2 separate regions of the Sus scrofa genome follow, and region 2 is linked to region 1. The links are chromatin contacts, called in public HiChIP or PLAC-seq maps. All regions are on one chromosome and are shown on one strand. Each heading gives the region's core, a stretch centred on a gene start, on an enhancer-like site or on the middle of the called end of the contact. The rest is flanking DNA. Distances are from core to core; before and after follow the strand shown.

Evidence for each region. HiChIP or PLAC-seq counts read pairs in DNA pulled down with a chosen protein or histone mark.
Region 2: a contact with region 1 is called in an H3K27ac HiChIP or PLAC-seq map of skeletal muscle. The contact joins two enhancer-like sites. A contact is called at or near these places in 18 of 47 Hi-C or Micro-C datasets (adipose tissue, alveolar macrophages, embryonic fibroblasts and 11 more) and 2 of 2 datasets of contacts at active chromatin or transcription factors (alveolar macrophages and skeletal muscle).

What each region holds. Positions count from the first base shown.
Region 1 is chr13:131,156,202-131,160,891 of Sscrofa11.1, reverse strand. No RefSeq gene overlaps it. Among named protein-coding and RNA genes, the nearest start is that of HES1, 23 kb to the right of the region's middle. Within about 2 kb of position 1,896, at least 28 of the 83 cell types and tissues checked have an H3K27ac peak or open chromatin away from gene starts, as enhancers often do. A contact at or near this core is called in adipose tissue, alveolar macrophages, fetal liver and 2 more, where this site is marked.
Region 2 is chr13:131,258,397-131,263,280 of Sscrofa11.1, reverse strand. The region is part of intron 1 of LOC110256390 (a long non-coding RNA gene); the gene reads left to right. Among named protein-coding and RNA genes, the nearest start is that of CPN2, 77 kb to the left of the region's middle. Within about 2 kb of position 2,575, at least 46 of the 83 cell types and tissues checked have an H3K27ac peak or open chromatin away from gene starts, as enhancers often do. A contact at or near this core is called in adipose tissue, alveolar macrophages, fetal liver and 2 more, where this site is marked.

The DNA of each region.
Region 1 (4,690 bases), core at 647-3,146:
TTGGGGGAGAGGGTGATTGGCAGCAGGGCTTTAATTTCAATGGAATGTTTTCATGGGCATCGCCTTTCCCTTCCTGGAGGGGTGGATGAGTGGAGTTTCCTTGGGAGTGTTTTTCTTGGGCGCTTTCATTGGGTTTCAACTAAAAACACAGGATATTGGTATGGATCTTCATGGTTTAGGTTGACTTGCAGTCCGCCTCCCAAACTTCCTTGAGGTTAGGTTTTATCTACCCCTTCTCACCATTCAATTGCCTACCAGATATAAATCTATGAAGAATGCCACGCTGGAAAGGGCCTCCAAGACCATGTGAACCATCCTTATCTTCTTTCTCCCTTTGTTCTGTAAAGAAATGAAAGGGAGAGAGTAACTCAATTCTAATAACACAAATCTGATTGCACCGTTTACCTCTATACAACCCTCCACTGGCAGCCTAAGACCTTAGCTAGAGCGACCCGACAGCCTGGTTTGCCCAGAATAGTCCAAGTTCTTGCTCCTTGCCCTGGTCCAGTTATTCATAGTGACCCCTTTCACTCCCCAAACTGAAGCAGTTTGGATGATAGATTAAATGATCCTCCCAAGTAACGCTTTCCAACATAGGGGCCCTGGTGTAGAGACAGACGTGGGAGTGGGGGGAGTCTCAGAGTTACGGGGAGGGTGTGTGTAAGCCCATCATGCTTGTATAGATTCTCAGTCAGCAGAGAGAAGAGTAAGACTATTACAGTTTAAGGTCCCAAGAAGGTCAAAGTTCAGCATAGGAATCCCTAGAAAACACTGGGATATAATGTCTTTATGTATGTATGTATGTATGTATTGGGCTGCCCTGTGGCATATGGAATTACCCGGCCAGGGATTAGATCCCAGCTGCAGTTGTGACCTATGTCCCAGCTATTGCAACGCTGGATCCGGGCCAGGGATCGAACCTGCATCCTGGTCCTGCAGAGACGTTGCCAATCCCGTTGCACCACAGCGGGAACTCCAACATAATGACCTACAGGATCCAATCCTCCCCATCCAGCCCCTCGTCCCCCGCCCTCCCCCCATCTCCTAGCACCCTGCCTCCCTGATTTCCATGCTGTTTCAGGGCTCTCTGCTTTTGAACACGTTTTCCTACTAAGGAAGGAAAGCTCTCTGCCATCAGCACCACCCCTCACCACCCCTCTTATCAGGCTAATGAAATCCCACCCTTCCATCAATGCTCAGAGCCTTCAGCCTCCTGTCCCCACACCCCCACGGGGCAGAGCTGAACCCTCTCTTCCTCCTCTGAGCCTTCTTGTGCGCTCTCTTCTGTCCTGCTGGCCCTTAACACTCTGTATTGGCTGTATTTGTTTATGAGCTTGTCTCTCTCCTGGACCGTGAGCAGCTTAAGGGCACAGTGGCCAGCACCTGGCGGGGAGAGGGGGGCCGAGGGGACACGGGCAGTGTGTGTCAAGCACATTCATTCAATACACATGTATTGAGCATTAACTTTATTCCAAAACTTTATTCCCCACTACATTGTAGGGGACCCAGTAGCGCACAAAGCCATGTCCCTGTCCCGGGGCATCCCCGCCCAGTTAGGAATCAGTGTGGTGTAGTGTGAGCTTGGGGGCCAGTCTGTGCACTGTGTGTGTGTGTGTGTGTGTGTGTGTGTGTGTGTGTGTACGTGTACACATGCGTCTGTGACAGCTCCAGGAGGTTTCCTGGAACCTTGGGTTCTTCTCAGGAAACCAAAACACTTCAGAAAAAGTCAGGCTTTTTCCATGAAGCTTCTTTATGAATTAAGCTGCATAAATCTCCGATCTATTTAAAAACAGGGAAAGGGAAGTCTGCAGAGACAAAAATAACTTTCTCAAGGTCAGTGAGTTGCGAGCTTAGTCCCTTGGGAGAGAAGCCTTGTGCCTTGGACCTGGCTGAGCCTAGGCCGAGGGGTGGCTGTGAGCACGCCTGCCTGTTCCTCTGGGAGGTAGGGGCTCCCCACAGTGCAGCCTCTGTGAGGCAGGCTGTGTGGGTGCCTGTCACCAGGCAGGGGCCCTTCCCGGGAGCTGGTCCAAGGCCACAGAGGCTGAGCAGAAGCCCGTGTGCTGTTTCTGGCGTGGAGGGCTCTGTTCTCAGTGGCGTCTGTGCACAGTTCCTGGAGTGGGGGTAAGACTTATGGCAGGTCCCGAGGGGCTTGGCAGAAGATAATGCAAACCACGGAAGCAACAGAAGATGGGGGGGGGGGCTGAGGGGAAGGGAGGATGAAAGAGAGATCAAGATATTGAGAGTCTCAGCCTGAGCCCTGAGATCCAGCTGTGGGACAGGAACCGGCGTCCAGCTTTGTGCTCTCAGAATACCATATCAGTCTCATGTCCTGTGTCTTTCTCTCTCCATACCCACCACCCCGCTCTTTCACCCCAATTCGCTGCTGCCTTTAAACAACCTTCCTCACCCCAACTCAGAGATTTTTTGTTTTTTTCTTCTCTCACTCAGAGGTTGGGACAATTCCAGGCAGCCCTGGGTCCCCTTCAAGATTTCCTCTTCCCGCCTTCACCACCTCCTTAACTGTACCCAGGGACACTCTTCAGAACTAAGAAGACTAGCCTCCCACAGGACAGAAGGAAAGGGGACCAATCCTACAGAAGGGTCACTGTCCAGACCCACAGGCCCAGGCTGGCCACTCTGTCCATGGCCCGGGGGGAGGGGAGGTAAGAGGGAGCTCCCTGACTCCCTTGAGGTGGGTGACCTCCAGGTCTGAGCCTACACTGGATTCCATAACAGCCTCCCCCAGCTCAAAGAAATACAGAGCCACAGGGAGAGGAGAGAAGCTGACCCGGAGGTGGCAGGGAAATGCCTGCTGCTGTCAGGTCACCTGAAACCCAAAATCCAGTCACTCAGCTACTCACATTGTATGCACCTATTGACTCTCATTCAAGGGGGGGCAGGCCTCTGGGGAGGGCAATTCAGGGGATTTGGGGCTCCAAGTTGGAGGAACCCCAGGACCACATCATTCAAAGCTCCCATTTTACAGATAAAGAAACTGGAGTTCAGTGAGGGCAGGTGACATCGCCAAGGTGACCAGGAGTTGGAGCAGTGCCCATCTCCAGGTCAGCTTTGGGCTCCACCAGGCCCCCTCCAGGGAATTTAAAGAGGCAGCTTTTCCTGGACAAGGATTGACTCAGGGCCGTGACTCATTAGCACATGAAACCAGTCAGACCTGGTCCTTCTCTGCCTTCCCACTGGAAATCACACCCAGCCCTGGAGCCTCTTCTAACCTCTTCTCTTCTCCCTCTGCTCTCATCTGCCAAACTGCCTGGCATCCCCAGCCTTTCAAAAAAGAAGCTCTTAGAGTTCCCGTCGTGGCTCAGTGGAAGTGAACCTGACTAGGGTCCACAGTGGAAGTAAACCCGACTAGGGTCCATGAGTACCTGGGTTCGATCCCTAGCCCCACTCGGTGGGTTAAGGATTGAGCATTGCCGTGAGCTGTGGTGTAAGTTGTAGACATGGCTCTGATCACACATTGCTGTGGCTGTGGTGTAGGGCACCAGCTGTAGCTCTGATTTGAGCCCTAGCCTGGGAACCTCCATGTGCCATGGGTGTGGCTCTAAAAAGAGCAAAAAAAAAAAGCAAAAACAAAAAACTCTTTTTTTTTTTTTTTTGGCTTGAATCCACCTTAGGGGCCCCCTTTAGAAAATTCTTTATTTATACCTAAATTCTCCAGCGGTGGAGAGAGCAGCATCTCATTCATCTGTCTCTTCACAGTGATGTAGTACAGCACATAGTAGGTGCTCAGTAAGTTTAACGTTGGAAGTATGAAAAGATGGAGACCAGAGACCAGAACTCTAGGCAGCCAGGAGCCATGAGCTTTCGAGCTTCATTGGTGGGTTTTCTCAGAAAAGCCCCAGACCCTGGGGTCTGGCAAGGAGAAGTGCCTTTAGACACTTGATGTACCTGTTACACGAGCAGAAAGTACTATTAGGCCTTAATAGACACTCAAATATATGCAAACAGCAGAAGTAGGCTCTCAAACCAAATTAGAATCAAGCTGGATCAAGTTGATAGACAAGACTTAGGGAATGAGGACTCCAGCTGGAGCAGACTTGGGGGCCCCAGGCCTTTTAATGTTCATTTCCAGAGATGTGAGCACAGACTTCCTTCAACAGCAATTTATGACTCCGTTCACATCCAGTCTATTTCTGGAGGGAATATTTCATGTTCATAGTCAAGAGCAGTTTTGTGGACATCATGTGAATTTTGGTTTTGATGGCTCTTTTAGCATGGGGTCTGCAAAAAATTATGCATTCAGTTACTTAAATGTTTCAACCAAGGGGAAAAAGCAAAACATGAGAAACAGCCTTCAGCCCTACTTCAAAGATGGCAGCTCAGTAGCTCATATAACATCATAACCAGGATCAAGGAGGGTTTTACAGAAGCCCAGCCTGGGCTTGTTATAGCCTATAGGGTTTCTCGAAATTTCTAGTGATGTCATAAGTTTCTTAAAACACAGTTAAGTTGACTTTAGCTTAAATGTTAAACACACACACACACACACACACACACACACAATGATGTGTGATTACGTTCATTTGCCATGTATCAGTTTTGCTACAAATTGGCTTGTGGAATGAGAACTACCAAGCAATAGTAGGCAACTCATATCTAAATGTTGCAGGTCACTGGAATTGACCTTTTTTTTTTTTGCTTTTTAGGGCCCCACCTGCAACACATGGAGGTT
Region 2 (4,884 bases), core at 1,326-3,825, 100 kb before region 1:
CTGGTTCCCATGCAGAGCCAGGGTGGCCCTGGCCTGCCTCCTCATACACAGGTAGCTTCCTCAGGAGCCTCCTGGCCTGCCTACCTGACTCTCTTGGTACTTCCTCAGGTACTACCTGACTCTCTTTAAGGTGGTCCTTAGAGAGAGTCCCATATTGCCATCCATTTAACCCTCTCTGCGCTGGGTCTCAACCCACCCACACTGACATGGAGTCAGTCAGAGTCCAGGGGGGAGACATAGCCCATTCCGGAAACCTCAGCAGAGGGAAGCTAGCTGTGAAGACCTTGGAAGAGAGGAAAGGGCAGACTTGGGTGAAAGGCAGCCTTGAGAGTAGCAGCCACAAGAAAATGGCCCCATTCCTGCTGGAAGGGCAGAGAAGAGGTTGTGTTTCCAGAACTCAGAGAGAGCTGGAACCCTGGCAGAAGTCCCCTGGCAGGAATTGGGACCCCAGAGGTGATGCTCCAGATAAAGGGAGAGACAGAGAGAAAGGCTGGTTTCTACCCTCTGTCCTTCCCCCCGGGGGCGGGGGCGGTGGGGAGCCGAGGGTAGAAACCAGTCTTGGTGGGGAATGTGGCCGACAGGGGTCAGCCCCCTGTGAGAGAGGAACACAGAGGGACAGAAGACAGGCAAATGACCCGCCTAATCTCCAGCTAGTCAGACCTTTGGAAAAGAACACATCTTTCCAACCAGTGCTCTGGAGAGCTGGCCCTAGAAAGTAAACTTGCCTCTGGAAAGAGTCCCAGATCCTCTGCCGGTTACTGCAATTAGTGGTCGTGCCCAAGCCTTATCCTGCTGGGAGCCAGGCCGGGAAAGGGAAGTGTTTTTTTTTTTGTTGTTGTTGTTGTTTTTAGGAAGATCTGTTTCCTCTACATTTTTTCAAAGGATAGGGCAACCTCTGGTGCTTCAGTTTCGTGTGAGACCATGATAGCTGTCTTCAGGGGCAGACAGCTCTTTGGCAGGCAGGAAGGCAGACTAGCCTGCTTATTACTGGACTCAGGGTCAGGAGACCTGAGGCTAAGTCTCAGCTCAGACAAGTCACATGCCGTCTTTGAACCTCTGGCTCTACGTCTTTCAAATGCAGACTCTGTGTTTTTCAGGATTCTGTAGAAGTGAGGGACAACTTGTGTGTGTGTGTGTGTGTGTGTGTGTGTGTGTGTGTGTGTGTGTGTGTGTGTTTGTGTCTGTCTTGGGGGCGTTGTAGACCACAGAGTGCTCGGGTGGCAAGGCCTGTGCCTATGAACACAGTGTCACAAGAGAATTGCTCGGCCTGGTTTTGGAGTTGATGTGTCCCCTTGGAGTGGGTGCTTAAAATCCTTGTCTTGTAATCATTGAGTCCAAAAGACAATTGCAGTCAGCTTGTCCAAACTCTCTCCTAAAGGAGGAATCTTCTCGAAGATGATCCTTTCCCCTTTTTCTCCTTTCGTCTTTTTCTCTCTTCTTCCTTCTTTCCACCTCTCTTTCCCTCCTGGGTTTTTTTTTTTTTTTTTTTTTTTTTCTTTTTAGGGCTGCACCATGGCACAGGGACGTTCCCAGGTTAAGGGTCAAATCGAAGCTGCAGCTGCCGGCCTACACCAGAGCCATAGCAACGTGGGATCCAAGCTGCATCTGTGACCTATACCACAGCTCACGGCAATGCCGGATCCTTAACCCGCTGAGCAAGGCTAGGGATCGAACCCGCAGCCTCATGGTTCCTAGTCAGGTTCGTTACTATTGAGAGGCAGTGGGAAGACCCCTCCCTGTTTTTTCTATCCGCCTTCACTCCTCTCTTCCACAAAGATTTGGAGCCTTTACTCTTAGGCAGGCACCGTGCTGGTTTGGTCCTCTGGCAGGAATGAAGACAGACAGCGACCCTCGCAGAGCTTAAAGTCTAGCAACAGGGTGCTCACTACTTAGGGGATGGCCTGTTCGGGGGTTTCATTTTCCCCTATTTAAACTGAATTCTGCCTCCGTAGAATGCTTGTCCTGACCTCTGGAGCTAGAGAGAACAAGTCTGACCCCGTTTCCTATGTCGCCGCCCTTGAAACGTGGGAAAATAAACATGGAACACTCTGAAAATATTCTCACTCTCCAGTTTCCACTTGTGAAGGGGAAGCTGATTCTCCGTGAAGCTAAATTCCTCAAGGGCATGGGGTCAGAGCCCGGGTGGGCTATCATCTGGGTGCGTGGCCCCGTTCCCAGTCCACCTGGGGCGGAGGGAAGCCATGTGCTGGAGGCTCTCACTGGGAAAGAGCGCAGGTGGCAGGGAGGTGGGCCCACATGAAGCAAGGGGGTCTGTCAGAGGGGGGGGCCTGCGAGGCGTGGTCTGGCCGCCTGCCCAGGACAAGCCTGAGCTCCCGGGTTTCTGGTCTGATTCACAGCTTCCTCCCTCCCCAAAGGAATCCCCTTTATAGCTCTCCAGGCCTGACCCCAGCGTCCCTGTGAATGTCATCTGACAGCTGCACGGAGCGCAGCCATGGCTCCTGCGCCGGGTGCCAGCTGGATGTGCTCGGCGGCCGGGGCCCTGGGAGCCACCGCTTGGGATGTCAGAGGAGCGCTGCCCTTCCGTCAGCAGGAAGCCCGGCCGCAAACACTTGGACAGGAAGCCCGGGCGCTGGCCAGCTGAGCCAGCTCTGGTTTCTTCTGCGTCTGAGGCTTTGGCCAAGCGTGGAGGGAGGCGAGCCAGGTGCCGCGGGCGGCACTGACAGCACGGGCGGGCTCCCCCTCGGCCAGCCGGGGATGTGGGTTGAAGGGCGTGAACGGAAAAGCATCATCGAGGCTGGGCCAGAAGAGGTGCTTCCTGGAGGAAGGGTGAGGGAGCAGGGAACACAGCGTCTAGCAGAGCTGAGCCAGCTGGCTGAGGCTCTGCAAAGACCCGCTTCCAGACACAAATGTGTTCCCTTGGGTTCAGACCTCCGGCATAAACTCAGATCAGATCCAATCTGCAGGCTGCCTCCACCTCCGGGAAAACACACTGTCATCTCCCGGGGCGGGGTGTCTGCATGTTCCCAGCATGAAAATGACTCCTCTCAAGGAGAGGCTCTTTTATAACCTACCAAGCTGCATTGTGAGGGAATTGATAGAAAATAGAATGTGGTCCGCTGGGGACAAAGGCAACTTTGCGTTCAGGGCTAAGAGTTTTGTTTCCAAGCGCTACGTGTGATTATCTTCAAGGCAGTCTGTGTGCATACAACCATCTGAAAGACCCCCAGGATTTGCAGAGCGCCTAAATTTTCTTTAAAATGATATTTATTTTTTCCATTATAGTGGTTTATAGTGGTTTATAGTGTTCTGTTGATTTTCCACTGTACGGCAAAGTGATCCAGTCACACATGCATATATACATTCTTTTTCTTATGTTATCCTCCATCATGCTCCATCATAAGTGAGTAGATACAGTTCCAGTGCTATACAGCAGGACAGAGTGCTTAAATTTTTGACCAGTCACTCAGAGATTTCCACCCCCCCACACACACACATCTGCCTTGCACAAGCTGATAGGCTGGTGAGGACCAGGAGGCGAGTAAATTTGTTCAAGGTCCTGCAGCTCAGCAACGGCAGAGCCAGAAACACTGCCATGACTTGTGATGCTCCAGAAAGAGAACTTGGATGATGACTCTCCACGTGCACAACTGTTTCTCTGTCTCCTACCTTATTCTGGACTGTATGCATTCAAGCACAGGCGCATGGGGGTGGGAGGGAGGGTGGAAGTTGGGGGAAGGGGGCTGGGAAGGGGTGTGTGAGCACTCTGGCTGGCGTGGGCTGCTAACATCTCATCATTTTGTCAAAGCCTGTTTTGAAAACCTCCTCCTGGGTAAAGCCTGCCCGTTGCTTTAGTCACTCTCCTTGGCATCAGCTGCCGCCCTACGCCACAGCCACAGCAATGCAGGATCTGAGCTGAGTCTGCCACCTACACCACAGCTCAGAGCAATGCCAGATCCTTAACCCACTGAGCAAGGCCAGGGATCGAACCTGCAACCTCATGGTTCCTAGTCGGATTCTTTTCCTCTGCACCACGATGGGGACTCTGCCTTGATGTTGTTCATACTTTGTGCTTAATAGGAGTCCAGTGTTAATTCCACAAGTGAATACATGAATGAGTGAATTTGCAAATGAAACCATTATAGAACTAGTTAGATTTAAATTCAGGTTCTCATCTGGAAGCAGTATCATATAGCTGCGTATAAGCTCATTGGGAGCTAATTTGCAGGCCTGATTTAAACACCAGTTCTGCTATTTTCTAGCTGTGAAAACTTGGGCATGTCCCTTACTTTTTTTCTCAGTCTTAATTCTCAGCTTGCCTGTATGAGAGATAGGGTGCAGACTACCTCACATCGTTCTGTGAGATAAATAGACTACGCATGAAAAGCTGGGGGCCCAGTGCTGGACACACAGTAAGTGCTGAAGAAATGGTGGCAGTTGCTCTTGGAAGAAAATAGTGTTACTGCTGGAAGTCTCTTTATGCTCAGAGTCAGCTTGCAGATTCAGCCTCAGCATCTTCCCTGACATACAGAGGGGATATTATGAGGATAAATGGAAAGATAGCCCTTAGCCCGGAAAAAATGGGGTTATGGAGACCCAGGCAGCTTGGCAGGAGTCTCCCCATGCGGCTCTCCTATAACCACCCCAAACTCACTGTCCAAAACAGACCTCCTCATTTCTGTCCTCTACCTCCCAAGCCGCTTTTCCTTCTCCAGCTCTCCAGATCCCAAGTCAGAAATCAAAGGTCATCTGTGAATGAGGCTTTCTCCCTCCTGACACCAGCAGCTACCAGAGCTGCTACCATTCCCTCCTCTGCATGCCCCTGCGTGGTCATTGTCCTCACCTATGTCATTTCGGTAGCTGCTTCCAGTGGCTTCCAGGTCCATCAATTTAACCACTGTGCTACTAGGCTTATGCTTCAAATGA